Regions from separate parts of the Sus scrofa genome. Here all the other regions are linked to region 1. Evidence: chromatin contacts called from public Hi-C data. All regions are on one chromosome and are shown on one strand. The core of a region is the stretch at or near the end of the contact, and the rest is flanking DNA. Distances in the headings are between cores, read along the strand shown. Region 1 holds the start of TMTC2 (transmembrane and TPR repeat-containing protein 2). Region 2 overlaps TMTC2 (transmembrane and TPR repeat-containing protein 2). Region 3 holds the start of METTL25 (methyltransferase-like protein 25).

The links. A called contact is a pair of places that touch in the nucleus more often than the background predicts.
Region 2: a contact with region 1 is called in a Hi-C map of liver, with 7 times the contacts expected there. The contact joins the enhancer-like site here to the promoter of TMTC2 in region 1. A contact is called at or near these places in 1 of 5 promoter capture datasets (liver), 3 of 47 Hi-C or Micro-C datasets (embryonic fibroblasts, liver and skeletal muscle) and 1 of 2 datasets of contacts at active chromatin or transcription factors (skeletal muscle).
Region 3: a contact with region 1 is called in a Hi-C map of skeletal muscle, with 5 times the contacts expected there. The contact joins the promoter of METTL25 here to the promoter of TMTC2 in region 1. A contact is called at or near these places in 10 of 47 Hi-C or Micro-C datasets (fetal skeletal muscle, heart right ventricle, liver and 5 more) and 1 of 2 datasets of contacts at active chromatin or transcription factors (skeletal muscle).

The regions. Positions count from the first base shown.
Region 1 is chr5:99,083,665-99,087,219 of Sscrofa11.1, forward strand. TMTC2 (transmembrane and TPR repeat-containing protein 2) reads right to left here and starts at 1,579. Exons shown (of 13, transcript XM_021093031.1): 1 at 1,127-1,579. The coding sequence starts at 1,209.
Region 2 is chr5:98,711,064-98,714,618 of Sscrofa11.1, forward strand. The region is part of intron 12 of TMTC2 (transmembrane and TPR repeat-containing protein 2); the gene reads right to left. Among named protein-coding and RNA genes, the nearest start is that of TMTC2, 370 kb to the right of the region's middle. Within about 2 kb of position 1,673, at least 13 of the 83 cell types and tissues checked have an H3K27ac peak or open chromatin away from gene starts, as enhancers often do. A contact at or near this core is called in liver, where this site is marked.
Region 3 is chr5:99,356,815-99,360,369 of Sscrofa11.1, forward strand. METTL25 (methyltransferase-like protein 25) reads right to left here and starts at 1,771. Exons shown (of 14, transcript XR_002344285.1): 1 at 1,478-1,771. CCDC59 (coiled-coil domain containing 59) reads left to right here and starts at 1,912. Exons shown (of 4, transcript NM_001243859.1): 1 at 1,912-2,076; 2 at 2,998-3,334. The coding sequence starts at 1,923.

The DNA.
Region 1 (3,555 bases), core at 329-2,828:
CACCATCAACCGCTTTGCTTAAGTTCACTCACTGCCTTGCCCTGACCCTGGGGATCCATTCACTTTCCGTCGCCCAGAGAGGCTGCTGAAAAGCTGTCAAAGTAAATCTGTGCTCACTTTTTGGATGGTTTAATTTCAATGAAGCATGAAACACCCCAGGACGGTTAATAAGTTTAGCCAGGCATGCTGTTCTCCCTAATATATTTTAATTATGCATCTGTTTTAATTATAATCAGCTTAAGTCACCGGAAAGGCACAAATCGGAATTTTCCCTAATGGCTCTTGGAGCTTTTCGTCAGTGTCTAAACACTAACAACGTTTAAATAGGTAGAGGCACGAGCACCACGGTTGACATTTTCCAGAAATCGATTCAGTTTCTCTGACAACACAGTTCAGGTCTCATTAGCCACCCAAACTAACCCAAATGCAGAAGACAACTGGAGTCTCTAGGGGCGTCTTCTTCCCCAATTAGCACAAAAGAATCGCTAAGGTCTCGTGTAAAACTCCCCAGCAGAAATGAAAGCCCAGGCTTTTAGCAAGGGCTACTCCATCGATTGGTGAGGGAGGCAGGGGAGCCGGAGAGACGAGCAGCAGCAGTATCCTGGCTCAAAGTAAAGTACACCCTACGTCAAAAGGGAAAGTTGAAGCAGAGGGCGAGCTCTCCACTATTTTGGCAACTGTCAAGCGTGTTTTAACCTCGGTAAATAAAAGCGTCCCATCAATAAAAGGAAACGTTACAGGGAAGATCTATTAGGGGGCGGGAAACAGCTTCCTTCCAGGACGGACGTAAAATCGCTCAAGGTGCTTTTGTTGCACCAAGGAACATCTACGAATTTTTTTAAAATAGTTCATTAAACAGTTTCCCCAATTGCTGCGATTTCCGCTAAGAAACTTAAGCGCCTGCCACCAGCCGGGAAGCACGGGAGAGGAACCTCCCGTGCGGCAACCTAGGAACCCAAACTCCCTGAGCCCGCCCAGGGCGCCCGCGTCCCCAGGGTTTGCTGGAGGTGTGGGTGTTTACGCGTCTCCCAAACCTTCAGGTGCTGCACTAGTTCCTCCAAAACCCACTCCGAGCCTTCAAGCGGGCAGCTTCAGAGCCTCCGCGGAGTCGCTCTCACCCCCTTACCTGTCATCATAGCAGAAATCCGCACTCAGGGTGTTGAGATACAAGGCGAGCCCCAGAGCGCTGCTCACCAACTCTGCAATCATCTCTCCACTGCCTTCCCTCCGGCTCGGCTCCCAGCGCGAGGGCAGCAGCGGCAACAAAAAACAGAAGCATCAATCCCCACCTTCCGCCGCCTTCTCCTCCCAGCTTCACTTTTCCCTCGCTTGCAGTCCCTCCCTTCCTCCCTCGGGTCCTTCCGATCCACCGCTCTCCTGCTCCTCCTCCTCCTCGCGCCCGTCTCCGCAGCTCCTCCGTCTTCCCCGGGTGCGGGCTCACGCCGCGCTCCCCATGCCTGGCGCCGGCGAGCGGCGAGCGGCGTTCGGGCTCCGCGCCCCCCGGCGGATGCACAGGGCTGGTCCTTTGCGCGGCTCGCGCCCCCGCCCTAACCCATGGCCGTGCGGGGCGCCCTAGGTGAGGACTGGGTCTCGGAGGAGGTGGAAGAGTGCGGGATGGGGGCAGAGGGACCGGACCGAGCCGGGCTCTGGGACCTGCTGGAGGAAGAGAGCGCGAGAAGGGCGGGTGGGAGGGACAAGGCGAACCGCCTCCCCTCGCCGCCTCCCGGGCGCACAGCTCCGGGGCCGCTTGGGCAGACTCTGGCCGCCACGGCGGCTGCAGCTCATTCACTCTTTAATAGGTCCCTCCCGGCCGCAGCCCCTTCTCCAGTGAAGTGAGAAGGGGTGGCTGGAGACTCCCGAAGCTCCCGCGTGGGGTTCTCGGCGCTGCCCCCCGCGCCTGCGTGGCCAACCCTCCATCCCGGGTTCGTTCAGCCGCGGTCTCCACCCAGATCCGCCCACAGGGTTCCGCCCACATCACCCCCTGGGCTGGAGGCTCCTCCCACCTCCCCCCGCCCCCCCCGCCGCGGCCGGAGGCTCCTCCTCCCCATCGCCCGCCCTCCCCTTGTGGCGTTCACCTTAGATTTCACTCTGGGCAGCCCCGGGGACCCAAGGGCAACCGCTGGCAAACAACGCCGAGCGGCAGCTGGAGGGCGCCCTGGGCGGGGGCGCCAGAGCAGACGAGAGACCGAGGAGGACGCCGTCGCTCGCTCGCCCTGCCGCTGCCTGGCGGCGCCTGGCACCCGCCGAATCTCAACCCCAGCTCTGTGTGTGCCAAGCTCTGCCAGGCGTAAGTCCGGTCCGCCGGGGAGACTTCTGGAGCCCGGGAGAGGAAGAACAGGTTTGGCGAGTGCTCTAACCTCGGTGGCCACCAACACACCCTCACTGTGCGGGAGCCGAAATGGGGTGGGGGTGGGGGCGGAGAGCTGGAGGGCATCTCAGGAGCGAGAAATTTCACCTCCGAGCCTACCGTTGTCCCGAAGGTCAACGGAAAGACGTCTGGGGAGGGAATTGTTCCCGCAGGCAGGTGGAAAAGAAAGGACCCCCAGAGAGGAAAGACAGACTCGCGCGCACACGCAAAACGCACCCCACAGTTGCGAGGGCTTCCTGCGGTTTCGAGGGGATTGTCAGGTTAACCCCGAGAACACAGAGAAGAAACGCCTCTGCAGCCCCGTACTGCGCTCTCCTTGAACCCGAGAAGGTGGGAACTTAATGCCCTTTCCTTGCCGCCTGGACTCAGGACTAGATGGAAGGCGTCCAGCATGATGAAATGAGTAGAAGAATGGTCTGTGTGGAACGGGCCCTGGGTCCTAAAGTTGCAAGACCAAAGAGGACCGTGGGCTGCCTGCCACACCTCCCGGCGCGGCCGCCTTCTGGCTGGACCTGTGGATCCCTTGGACCACGATGAACACTACTGCAGCGCCCCCTGCTGCCTGGAAGCCGCGATGCATGGAAAACAGGCCTGCGAGGGCGCCGACTCCCCCAAAACACAGCTGTCACTGCTCCAGAGGCAGCCCGTAACTAGCAAACTCTCCAAATCGGCGGTAAGAAATTGAGTCCCCTGGATGTGTGGCAGTGGCTGAAAAGCAAATCCCGTGATCTGGGTGTCTGCAAAACAAAGCTCCACCTTGTCCTGGTTTCACAAGGACATCTATGTGTGCAGATGAAATGATGAATATTTATTGTACCATTGCACTGTGGCCCAGTTTTGTGCCCTGGGAAAAACAAACAGAAACGCACATACGAAGAAATTGTATCATTAAAGGCAGGGATGATCTTTGGCTTTTTTAAACCGCATAATCTCTGCTCACTGTCAAAAACGTTTTTAAAATCCTGTCAACCAGCCCAAGTTCCCGTTTCCCTCCACTGCACTTACATCTTGATCCTGGATCCTAAGACACTGGAGGAAGGGACCCTCTCTAGAATCCCGTTCCTGACTTTGAGTCCCCACTCTGCTGCCAGTCACTTAACCTTTTTGCACCTCAGTTTTCTCACCTATAAAACAGGGATGCTGACAATACCTATCCACGCATGCTGTTACTATGAAGATGAAAGTAG
Region 2 (3,555 bases), core at 423-2,922, 370 kb before region 1:
AACCTTGAGTAGTGATTTAATGTTTGACTACAGAAAAAACTTGGCTACATATCACCTCTACCTATGTATCTGAACAAGCAAAACAAAAAAAAAACTTTTCTAGAAGTGCAAGAAAGGAGCATCTTCTCAACTCTTTCATGCAAGAAATTAGAGGCAAGATTCTTTCCTGCTATTACATACTAGCTATTCTTAAAACAAAGTATCTTATGAATACTTCACTATCTAATTAAATTAAAGGCCATTTGTCTCATAAATGCTTAATGTCCATTACATATAATAACTAAATCTAATTTCAGTATCTTGGAATGGCCCATAGAAATTAAGCTATGATCTAATGCCTATAATTTAACACTTTTATTTACTGCGGTCAAAACAGAAGTTTAAGAACTTTGGTAACTTCTTCGTTTCAGTCAAGAGAAGTAGAAATTAAGTGGTAATGATAAAAGGCAATATTCTTGGAAAATTAAGTCCTGGAAGCTCAGTGGCTATGTGAAAAGACAGCCTCCAGCAGAGAAGCAGGAAGGCAAGTGGCACATCTGTACATCTATTTAATTCCAGAACCTAGAGAACCATAGGAGGTCAGGAAGCATGGTCATCTCAAGAACAGTGCATCGAAGTACCTCTCACCAAATAAATGGGGTTTAGGGAATATAAAAAGAAAATCTGTAATGATAAAGTAATAATTAAAATTTCAAAAAGAAAGTCACGGAAGGCGATGTTAGTAAGCTGTGAAAAGTTAAAGTATCTCTCCTGTATTTCTATCGTTATCATTTCTAAAATAAATTTGAGTTCTTCAGAGATCTCACCCATTATAGCCAATCTTCTTCACTTTCTTTTTTTTTTTTTTTGGCTGCACCTGTAGCATGCAGAAGTTCCCAGAACTGGGATCAGACCTTCACGATAGCAATAACCTGAACAACACTGGATTCTTAAACCATTGAGCCACCAGGGAACTCCTCTTTACTTTCTTTTTAAATGTAATTTGTTCATCGACTTATTCGTTCATTTGATTAGTGACAAGCCATGTTGGGGGTTGAACAGCATACAAAACAGCAATCCCAGGCCTCATGGAATTTATATTCTACGTGCAAGACATACACGCAAAATAAGTAAAATACATGGCATATTATATAGTGAAATAATAATCTGACTTATGCTTTGAATGTTGGATTGGAAGGAGACTAAGGAAGGAGTCAAGTTCAGTGTTTTGGGTCAGTGGTGACGTTGATCTTGTCTTTGACAAGGACAGCTGCAGCAGAAGTTGGCTTATGCAACCTGAAAATGAAATGACGTAATAAAGCAATGGGAAGGACCATGTGAGAAGAAGGTATGGGAAGAAGACTGGGAGCTCCGTTCTGGACTGGTAGTTTGAGGGGTCCCTGCATGTGGAGGTCCTAAGTAGACATTAGGCAGATTAGTCTGGAGTCCAAAGAGGAGATGCCAGCCTGAGCTACAAGTGTAGGAGTCGTCCGTGGATCGGGGCCATTGAAAGCCATGAGAGAAGACGGAGTCTCCCACAGAGTGAGTATGCAAAGAATGAAGAAATTCAACAAAAGAGACGCATTTCAAGGTTAAGAGACTGGGCGGTGGGGAAGGAACCAGCCAAGGGGATGACAGATACGAGGGACCAGAGTTAGGAGGGAGCAGAGGGGGTGTGTGCTGGTAATCAAGCGAAGAAAGTGTTTCCCGGAGGAATGAGTAATGACCTGGGTCAAATGTGACTAAGGGGACAAGTAAATAGAACCAAGAACAAATGGATTTAATGATGTTGTATATTGTTCCAGTAACTTTGACAAGAGCAGTTTTGGTGACATCACTGGGGAAAGAGCTTGTTTGGAGTGGGTCCAAATGAAAGTGGGAAGTTTTGCTGCAAAGGGAAGGAGGGACATGCAGTGGTAGTTAGAGGAAGAAAAGGGCTTCAGAGGCTTTTTGTTTTTCACTGGGGAGACATAACATCGTGTTTAAATGCTGATGGGAAAAATCTGGTACATGGCACAGGCTCATTAGCAGGAAGGCAGGGCTGCTATTGGACTTGAAGCAAGAAGAACCCTACTTCCACAGGTGACTCAAGCCATAGATTCTATCTTCTCCCAGGAGAGAGAATTTCTGTGCCCTTCTGTACGGACCACAGTTGAAGTCTTTGTGATGATAAAAGTCATGGCATGTCAACAGTTTTAAGATCTGGCTTTAAAATCTGAAGGTGGCATATTAATGAAGAGTTGCAGTGACGGAGCCTGCGTCTTGTGTAGAAGAGAATTCTAAGTCATGGGAGGAGTTAAAAGGAAAGTGGATCTTGCTTTCAAAATGTTTTCAAACTCAAGGGAAGGGAGGACATGGCAAACACAGATAAGCAACAGAAACAAATAAAAGCGTACAGACAGCTAATGAAACACTTTGACATCCTTCTGGAATCCACTCTTGGCAGTGCTCCACTTTGTTTAGCTTACCATTGAGAACCACTACGCTACCCACAATTTATTTATCAGAAGGATGTAGTGCTTTTCCTATCAAGAACACGGACTGATTTGCATTGTGACATGACCCTTTCTCTATATTTCAGTTTGGTATCACGTTGTCAACAGAGCAGTTCCACTTCTTGCCAAGATGAAGCCTCAATTCAGCCCTACAAAAAGCGAAGAAAGGAATTTGCTTTCCTTCAACTACTATCTCCCTTCATCATTAAGCAGAAAATTAAGACTAGTGACCAAATACATTTTGTTCCTTGTTTCACTTATAGCAAGAGTAAAATACGGCATACTTTCCATGTTACCAGGATTGATGTTCACAGGATGGATGAAGGACTTAGGTACCTACTTTTCTTCCTGTCTCTCCAAAATCAAGCTTGGGTGTAGACTCACTTATAGGAATATCTGTAACCTCAAGGGCTGCAAATGGCAAAGGTCCACCCAGTTGCAAGGAGCTAATGTCAATATGTAAGCTACTCACATACACATTTTACGGTAACTGCAGTATTTTGAGTTATCTTTATAATATGAATTTGACACCTACTTTCTACACACAATTTCCCTAATGAAAATAGAATTAGCCCACTGTTAACCTTAAACATGACAAATCATTTTCATTTCCAGTGCAATTATTTGTTCAACAGGCATTGTTTACAAAGCCCCTAGATCTTTTCTAATCTTAGTGTCTTCATGTGTCTGAAAGTCTGTCTTCCATTATTTATATTATAGGGGCCATGCCTACACTTACATGATCTCACTCGTTCCGTGCGGTTGACCAGAGAGATCTGGATCCTAAGAATTAAGTTGTTCAAAGTAACACAGGTAGTAATCAATACTGCTGGTCCCAAACTCAATTCTCTCTAATTTATTTCCACTTCTCTATCCACTCTACTATCCCAGCTTATTATGATGGTGATACAGTGACTGTTTTCATTTTGGTAAACATTGGCAGTGATTCACAATGCTTGTCACAACCATTTGGATAGACTGTGTTGGCATTATCTATAACTATAATTTAAAGGCATAAGGCTAACTGGAAGGTGGAAAAAATGAGTGACAGACATATGGACAGATGTTGAGAATCTATGTG
Region 3 (3,555 bases), core at 521-3,020, 270 kb after region 1:
TGAAGAAATGCCTAACTTTTTAACAATAAAGTGACATTCAAGAAACCAATATTTACCAAAACCTATTATAAGACGCCCCTCCAGAAGTGCTCTGCATTCACAGAATGCTCAGTGAATAAACTTCACCAGCAAGGGAAAAGTTGGGGCCACCTGCAAGCAAAATAGGTGAAATCCCGGGGGTGTGTTGGGGTCCTCTCATCATGCTACTTTCAAAATGGAGTTGCCTTAATAAAATCTAAGTTTCTTAAGAACGAGAAATTCCAAAACCTACAAACATTCATGGTAAATAGTAGTAGATATTTTATAAACAGTTTTCAAATGAGATAATAAAGTCTAGGTCTGCACCACCATTCTGGCCCACGATCCTCTCCTCATCTCTTTCCTGTATTTACTGAAAGAAAGAACCAGCCTCTCAGATATGCCGCACTAGTCTGTTCTTCAAACTACTACCAGAGTGATCGTCTCAAATGTAAGTTAAATTAAGCCACTACATATATATATATTTTGATACATATATATATTTTGATACATATATATTTGATACATATATATATTTTGATATATATATATTTTGATACATATATATATTTTGATATAGATATATATTTTGATACATATATATATATTGCTTTTGCTTTTTAGGGCTGCACGTGCGGCACAGGGAGGTTCCCAGGCCAGGTGTGAAATCGGAGCTACAGCTGCCGGCCTACATCACAGCCTCAGCAACGCCCGATCCGAGCCAGGTCTGCGACCCACCCACAGCTCGGGGAACACCGGATCCTTGACCCACTGAGCTAAGTCACTATATCGGCTGGACTGCTCAAAACGTTTCTCACCACCCTTCAAACTCAGCGTTCTTCCCAAACCCGGAGAGGCCTGCGCGACCCGGGCCCGGCCTGCATCCCGGACCGCGCCTCCCGCGGGGGCCCCTGGCTCCGGCCGCGCGGGCTTCGGCAGCTCAGCCACCAGCTCTCTCCGGGGCCTGACGGCCCCTGCTGCTGCTCAGGGCAGGTGGAGGCTTCGTCCTCGGTTCACGACTAGCGACGTCACACACCTGCTCTCACAACGGACCGGTTTCATTTCTTCTTGGCCGCGATCACTGTTCGAAGTGACCCTCATCACTGCATGTTGACCTTCCGCTCCGTTTTCACACGGAATTGATAAGCATGATGCAACCTCTGCTCCCCTTGCTTCCCTCGGGTCAAGAAGCTATTGCTGAGTTACTTAATGAAGACAGGTCCTTGCCCTCCTCTTTCTTTTTGAACTGGGGAAACGCACGAGCCTCCAAGAACGAGAGAGAGACGCTGGAGGCGCCTCTGCTCCCCCGACGCCGCCGCCGCCGCGAAGCGGAGACGTCCCGCGCCGCCCCGCCCCGCCGCGCACCCGCTTCCGCTCGGCTTCCGCTAGGGGGCACGCTTCCCCGGGCGGCGGGGGAGGACCTTCTCTCGGCCTCCCTGCCCGCCCCGCCACCGCTCACCTGATCCTCCCTGGGCTTCCGCCAGGGGGCGCGCCGCCGAGGGCTGGGCCTCCGCCTCCGCCGCCGACCTCCTCAGCACCGCCAGCACGGTCTCCGGAGGCAGGTCGACCAGCTGCTCCCACACCGACTCCGTGTAGAAGTCCACCGTATGTGCATTGGAAATGGGCAGCGCTTCCCTCAGGAACCGCAGCAGCCCGTGCAACTTGGCACGCAGCGTGGGCAGGTCGGGGGTTACCGGGAGTGGGCAAGAAGCCGCCATGACGCACAGCCTCCCGGGCTATAGGTGGCGCAAACGTGGCCGCCAAGCGAGGGCTCGGGGGAAAGTAGCACAGGCCAGACAAGCAGAACTCCGATCTGGACTCTGCGTGGGCGATCGATTGCTTTTGCCTGATGACGTGTTTTGACTGCGTCCGCTGTGGTTTTCTGGCGCCGCAGTCGAGGTACAATGGCGCCAGTGAGGCCAGCCCCGAGGTGGCGGACGGGGAGTTTTGGGACACGTGGGGAAGGCGTTTCACGGGTCGGATTCACAAACAAGAATGTGAAACAGAGGAGATGGCGACCTAATCATCCTCAGGCCTTCGCGGGAAGCGTTCGCGAGGGTATGTATGTAAGAAAGCAGCTTTTTACAAATCCTCAGGCCTGCGAAATCTTAGGATACACGGTCCCCCGAAGCTGGGAAGTATTTAGGAATCACACCCGGCCCTGCTCCGTGCACAGGAATCTGATCTTAAATCCGCTCAAGGCATGGGTGTCTCGGAACTCTGAATAGGAAGCTAGGCAGTATCGCTCATTCCAAGTTTTTAAATATCTCCCTCAGCTTAATGTCATTTTTGATAAGAGCTCTTCCTCTACATTTTCCCCGTGACACCAAAAGCAGAGCGCGTCTAGGGTATTAGAGCGGAGGATTATGTACGACAGTCAGAAATGTCCTGCGCCACACCCTTGCTCTTCAGTCTTGTCTTACTCACTTTAGTTTGTACTTCTCATTTTGTCTCGCCGTCATTAAGTGGCCTTAAATCCCATTGAGAACTTATAGGCCTTAAATAAGTCCAGTTTTCTGATAACTGCTAGCTGTTGAGAAAGTAAAAAGCCGTCTTCCCTCATTTGTGTTGAATTACACAATGAAAATCAGTCGTATGGTAGTTTTTCTAAGATAAAATAATAGATGTAAGACTTTTCCCCCTAGGTATTTACTGAAGACCTAGATTGTTTCAGATGAAATAAGGAATCTGATTTGTGAGTACAGTAAGTTGGAATTGTGCAACACTCTAGTTTTTCCTTCAGATGCTTACTTGAGTTCAGCACAACTACTGTTAGCCTCATCTTTTTGCGAAGGACCAACATACTATTCATTCCATTAGCTTAAACTTGTTTTCTTAAAATAACATTTTAAAGCAAAACATAATGAAAATCTAGCATCTGAACATGATGATGTGAAAAGTTTTCATTGTAAACTAACAACTATGTTTTTCATGTACCATATTTTCTGGGAAAGTAATTCATGACATGTTCTTCAACAGGACAAGGCTTTGCATTTCGAAGAAAACTAAAGATTCAGCAGAATTACAAGAAATTGCTTTGGAGGAAAAAGGCAACTCAGACCTCACAAGACTCCCAGTTCACAGATAAATACCCTGATCATCTGAAACATCTCTATTTAGCTGAAGAGGAAAGACTCAGGAAGCAACTTAAAAAAGTTCACCCGTCTTTGTTAGAACGAGCTGACCAGCCTCCGTCAGAAGAACAGGTTGATCGGCCTTTGCCAGAAGAGCCGTGTAGCACTGACCAGGCCTTGTCTGAAGAACAGTGTAGCGTTGAGCAGCCTCAGCCAGAAGAACAGAGTAACCTGAGAGTAAAGTATGTGTTAACCATCTTTTGAAATTCTTCACTGTAGATGGAAGGAGCATTTGACGAAAGAGGTCATGGGACAGTTTCTGCAGTAATTGGAATTTTTCTTCGGCATTTTAGAAATACTAGGGGATTATGTGAAAATATTTTCATGGAGGCTTTCTTGTTAGCTTAAATGACTGAATTAGGCCAGTTTAACCTAATAGAAGAAGTGATGGAATGGGAATTAA